2 separate regions of the Mus musculus genome follow, and region 2 is linked to region 1. The links are chromatin contacts, called in public HiChIP or PLAC-seq maps. All regions are on one chromosome and are shown on one strand. The core of a region is the stretch at or near the end of the contact, and the rest is flanking DNA. Distances in the headings are between cores, read along the strand shown. Region 1 overlaps Nhej1 (non-homologous end joining factor 1). Region 2 holds the start of Zfand2b (zinc finger, AN1 type domain 2B).

Evidence for each region. HiChIP or PLAC-seq counts read pairs in DNA pulled down with a chosen protein or histone mark.
Region 2: an HNF4G HiChIP or PLAC-seq map of pancreatic cancer cells shows a contact between it and region 1. The contact joins the promoter of Zfand2b here to the enhancer-like site in region 1. A contact is called at or near these places in 3 of 39 promoter capture datasets (the C10 cell line, cranial neural crest and neutrophils), 1 of 15 datasets of contacts at CTCF or cohesin (large pre-B cells), 1 of 115 datasets of contacts at active chromatin or transcription factors (pancreatic cancer cells) and 3 of 9 other capture datasets (adipose tissue, liver and pancreatic islet).

What each region holds. Positions count from the first base shown.
Region 1 is chr1:75,039,324-75,042,023 of GRCm38.p6, reverse strand. All of the region lies in intron 6 of Nhej1 (non-homologous end joining factor 1), which reads left to right. Among named protein-coding and RNA genes, the nearest start is that of Nhej1, 85 kb to the left of the region's middle. Within about 2 kb of position 1,428, at least 42 of the 459 cell types and tissues checked have an H3K27ac peak or open chromatin away from gene starts, as enhancers often do. A contact at or near this core is called in pancreatic cancer cells, where this site is marked.
Region 2 is chr1:75,167,204-75,169,903 of GRCm38.p6, reverse strand. Zfand2b (zinc finger, AN1 type domain 2B) reads right to left here and starts at 1,258. Exons shown (of 10, transcript NM_001159905.1): 1 at 1,197-1,258; 2 at 998-1,073; 3 at 625-719; 4 at 273-404; 5 at 1-139. The coding sequence starts at 1,052.

The DNA of each region.
Region 1 (2,700 bases), core at 179-2,678:
TGTCTGTCTGGTGTGTGTATGTGTGTGTGTGTGTCTGTGTGGTGTGTGTGTGTCTGTGGTGTGTGTGTGTGTCTATTTGTATGGGGTGTGTGCCTGTTTGTGTGGGGTATGTGTATATCTGTGTGTCTGTATGGGGTGTGTGTGTGTTTGTAGTGTAGTTCAGAGCACTTGTGGGAATCAGCCTTCTTCTACCATGTGTGTTCTGAGGATCAAGGCCATCAGGGTTGGTGGCCTTTTGCTCTCTGAGCTATCCCTCCAGTCTCAGATTTCTATTTTGAAGATAAGGAAACTGAGCTGCAGCAGTAAGTGGCTGAAGTCTGTATGCTCTGTTGAGGGGAGCTTGGGTAATGAGAATTCTTGGGACCTCTAGGGCGCCTGTACTATCTTCAGAATGTCTCATGTAGCTGCTAGAACTGAAAGGTTTGTACTGGGACTGTAGAGCTACAGTATCTTTTCAGTTACTATGCTTGCCTGGGGTCCTATAAACAGGACATAAAAGGGTCAGGAGGTCATCCAAGACTGGATTGAAAGGATGTGCCATCAAAATAAGCAACATGGAATAGAAAATAAACAAACCAGGGAGACAGTTGGGATGAACAGGCAAGGAGGCCAGGCCAGTGTCAGAGGGCCATGCGGTCAGTGCCTGGGGCTACTTCTATTCCCATTGGAAATCCTGCTAGGCAAGAGGCCATGGACACATACAGTACAGGGCCAGGAGGGCATAGAGAGTTCTAGGATGCTAAAGTTAGAGAAGATATTTAACCATTAGACAGGGGTACTTCCTCATATTTGATGTTTTTGCTTTACTTCTTCCCTTAAGAAACTCTGACTTAGCCAGGTGCACACCTTTAGTTAGCCCTAGTACTCAGGAGGTAGAAGAAGCAGGCAGATCTCTGCAAATTCAAGGCCAACCTGGTCTTCATGGCAAGTTCCAGGCCAGATAGGACTACATAGAGACCCTGTCTCAAACAAACAAAATACAATAAGATAAAGAACCTCTAACTTTTCATTTTCAGAGAACATATGGACACCAATTGCTAGTGACCCAACTAAGGGGGAAATTTGCTATGTAGAACAGCTTGATCTTGAACTCTTGGAGATCTACCTGCTTCTGCCTGACGTAACAGGGGCTGGGGCTAAAGTGCTGAGAGGCATCTTTAAGTGTGGGAGAGAAGCTGAGGAATTGGGGACTGTTACACATGGCAGGATAACTGTGTTACGGATGAGCACAGGCTGGTGAAGCCCCTTACAGCTGTTCTGTTGGAGGAGTTCCTTTCCCTGGCCCTGCCCATGCCTTTCTTTCCCCATCTGGTTGCTATCAGGCTGTGTGGCTGCTGGCGGGCTCTTTATTTATTTATCCCAGTGTAATAGGGTGAGGAGGGAGCTGGCCTGAGGTTGGCTTTCTGAGGCCATGCCACTGAGCCACAGGCGGTTAGCATGGGTGTGTGAGTCACTGGGGCTGCATGCTGCTCAAACCAGACTCGGACAGGCTCAGCGACAGCAGGCAGCCCAAAATAGAGCCCCGCCCTCTGCAGCTGGCAACCTCTGGCTAGGAATCAGCCCTTTACACCAAAACCTGGGCAACTGCACGTTGTTGGCTTTCTCTGGGTGGGGGCCCTTACAGAGATAGGGATTTTGTAGCTCTCTTCTCAGACATTACACAAGGATAGCCAACACATCAACATCTCCCGTTGCTGTACTTTGAATGTCTCGGGACACTTAGATAATCTCCTTGGTGTGATATACTAGCTAAGAAGTTTGATATTTGACATTGATCTGACTCAGTATCCTAAATGTAGCCGTAGCTGTAGTCTAGTTGCAGCATTCTAGAGCATTACTTGACATTAAAAAGCTACCCACTGCTGCTCTTCCTAAGCTTGAGTTTATGTCAGAAGCACTGGGTAGACCTGGGGAGACTCAGGAGCAACCTGAAAACTGCTCTCCTGTTACATGCATCTACAGGGGGTTTCCTTGTTTTCTCTGGATGGGTCTCCTTTTTTTAAAAAACAAAAACAAACAAACAAACAAACAAAAAAACAACAACCAAAAAACCTTGTGTCAGGAATGTTCATGGTACCCAGGATCAGATCCAAGATCTTATTTATTTTCCCTTCCTCTGGGTTGTCTCATTGAGAGCCTAGTCCCAACAGCACTGTAAACCACTGAGAGCTAGTTTTAGAGCACCATGTCATATAGACCCATGCTTTTTTTCTGCATCCTTGATATTTCCACATGGATATCTATCTTACTGGTAGGTATCAGTGCCTCTAATGCATGCTCCACATGAATTAGTTACTTCTTTCTTTAAACCCGTTCTTTATTTGTATTCTTTGCCTTGGTAGATTAAACCATCATCCATCGGTTCCCTAAACCAGAAACTGAGGTTTCACCTGCATTGCTGCTTTCTTCTTGGTTTTCATTTCCAATTATGACTCACCAACCACCATGGAGTCTGTTCTTTAGTCTAGCTTTTGTTGCCTTAGATAAGCTGATACCCTTTTGGCTTGATGCTGCAACTGCCCTCTTACCTGCCTTCCCATCATCCTCTTTCTGCTTCCCAGTTAAATTTACATTTATCAGAATAGTCTCTTTGAAAAAGAGACATGATTGTCTTGCTTTCTTGCTTATAGTCCTTTAGTGGTTCTTATAGTGGCATGTAGGGTAAAGTCCAAATTCCTTGTATGCTATTAAGACTGGACC
Region 2 (2,700 bases), core at 9-2,508, 130 kb before region 1:
TCTGATGACCTTCCCCAGAGCATTCATGGTCCAGGGGATGACGGTGCTTGATGCAGAAGTTTCGGCCACAGCGATCACAAGTCAGTTTCATCATCTCCCGCTGCCGGCAGCCAGAACGTTCACACTTATTGGTGAAGATCTGAGATGAAACAGGGTTTGTTATTTAGGAAACTCATCTTCTCCTCTGGCCCCCATGGAGCTAGCCTTTTGGGTTTGCAGATGTCCGTATACTACGCTGGGTTGTCTCACTAACCCCTCCATTATTTATTTACCTTGCGTTTTTGCTGTGCTGGGTCAGAACGACAGTCTCTGTCAATGTGCTCTCCCACAGCACGGTCAGGAGGCTCTCCTCTGGCCACCGGCACAGGCACATTACAGAGAGGGCACACAGGTACCTGGATATCCTATAGTCAAGGGTCAGGAGTCAGTATGAGAGCCAAGCAATCTCTTAAAGAACCCGGATATACCACTCACAAATACACAAAAAACAAAGTTACCCAGTGCTGGGCTTAGAAACACAATAACTAAGAGGGGAAAACATAAAATAGACAGATCCTGAAAGCATCTGCACCCGCTCTCCTCTCCATACACCAACCCCTGCCACCCTCACGATCGCCCCCTCACCTTTTGGTAAGCTGATCCACAGTGATGCTGGGCGTAGGCCACATGGTCTGCGCAGAAGATGCCCGAGCAGGCATCGCACTTGAGTGGCAAAAAATCTACAGAGAATGGGTCAGATTGCGGGTTCAAAGGAAACTTAGATGTCCTTTCCTCTTGCGCAAAGCTGCTACTCAGGTAGGAAAAACTCTGCCCTATTTGCAACACACTGTACCTCTTTCACAGTACACGATCAATTTGGCCACGCCCCTAGTCTCCGCCCACAACTTCGAGCCCCGCCCTCCTGGCCTTTCCAGCTCCAGTGCTCACCCTCCTGGCCCTACCTGCAGTCCCCAGCCCCAGCCGTCCGGCCCCGCCTCCCGCGTGCTCCGCCCCTCACCCAAGCGCTGACAGCTCGGCTCGGAACAGTGAGCCCCGAGGTCCGGAAACTCCATCGCCTGGCCGTGCGGGGCCTGCTGCGGGGAAGAAACGAGAGCTGAGCGTGCCAAGGACTCCCGCTCCGGGCCCCGTCCGCAACACAGCAACTCCGGGGGGCTCCCCGCCCCGCCCCTTCCTCTCCCCCGCCCAGCACAGGTTACCGAAGCCTGAGCGTCCGCCGGCCCGCAGCCCCTACTCCTCCTCCCGAGGGCTCGCGCGCTCTGACGTCATCACGTTGGGCGGGTCCATCCCGGGCAACAGTAGATTGCAGGCGGAGAGTCCCAGAAGAGTTGAGCCACGCCCGGGAGCGGGTGTAAAGCTTAGAAGAGTTTTTTCAGAACCAACCAGTGAAGGCAAAGATGGACGTGTCGGTGGACAAGGGTGGTTTGGAAGCAGTTCGGCCTTTAGCCTGCTCACTTCGTCACTACCTTACTTTTCTCTAGCCATTTCTCCAGACCGAGGCTACCTCTTTTCTGTGAGGAGTTACAGTGTTTCTCAGTGGTGCAGATTCCTCTCCAGGTTTTAGTGTTGATGTTCACCCTCTAAGACATCCCTAGCCCTTGTCGGTATGATCTGAGCACACCTGCTCTGTCTTCTCCTCCCCTCCATCCCAGTTTACACGTCACCTCATTGAAATCAGCTGTTCACCAACCTGGCACAGTGTCTCAAGCCTTTACTCCCAACACTCAGAAAGCAGATGCAGGTGAATCTTTGTGAGTTCGACATCAGCATGGTCTACATATCGAATTCTAGGACAGCCAAGACTACATAGAGACACCCAGGCTCGGGGGTGAGGGAGGGAGGGAGAGAGAGAGAGAGAGAGGCATCGGCCACACAAAGGGGACTACCTGGTGAAAAGAGACATCCATAGTGAAAGGAGAGAAGACGAAAAACCCAAGAGAACTGCACACCCTTCCCTTCAATGATAAAATTAAAATATATCAAAGAGTCAAGGATCAGCTCTACCTGTTTCATACTGGGCCCTGCCTGGCACATAATACCTAAAGTACAACAGTCTCAGGTGAAACTCACTACATAGCTATTTTAAACAGATGCCTGGGTCCTAGGACTTCTGACTCAGAGGGGAGCTCCAGAAGGAATGGTAACACATTTCTAGTATGTCTCAACTTGAAAAACACTAGCCTAGCACATTCTCAGGGGTTCTGGAATGTTTTTTGAAGAGTGGCAGTCATTAAACTGGTGTACACCTTTAGGAACCACAGACTGAGACCTTCCTGGCTCAGCACATTTTGCTTCTCACACAGCTTCTCCTACTTGGAATTGGTAGTCACTCTACCTTCCCGTAGGTCTAGACGTGGAAACAAGTAATCAGGTGAAGTAAACAAACAAACAAACAAAAAACCAGTTTCTGCCTCTCAACTTTCCCCTCCTCTTCCTTTGATTTTCACTCTAAGACCGGTAGAAATTAAGACAGTCTTTCCTGGCTACCTCAGGCAGAAGCCCTGTTCTCAGCTCTAACTGTACCCAAACACCTTGACTTGGGTCATCTGCCGACTTACATGCCTGCCACACTCATGTGCTTGTTGGTTGTGTTATATCAGCAAACTCTGGGTTCGACTGAGAGGCCTAGTCTCAATGAATAAAGAGGAAGAGCAACCTCAACCTGCCAGATTGATTCCCAGCATCAGCCACAAGCCTCAGGGT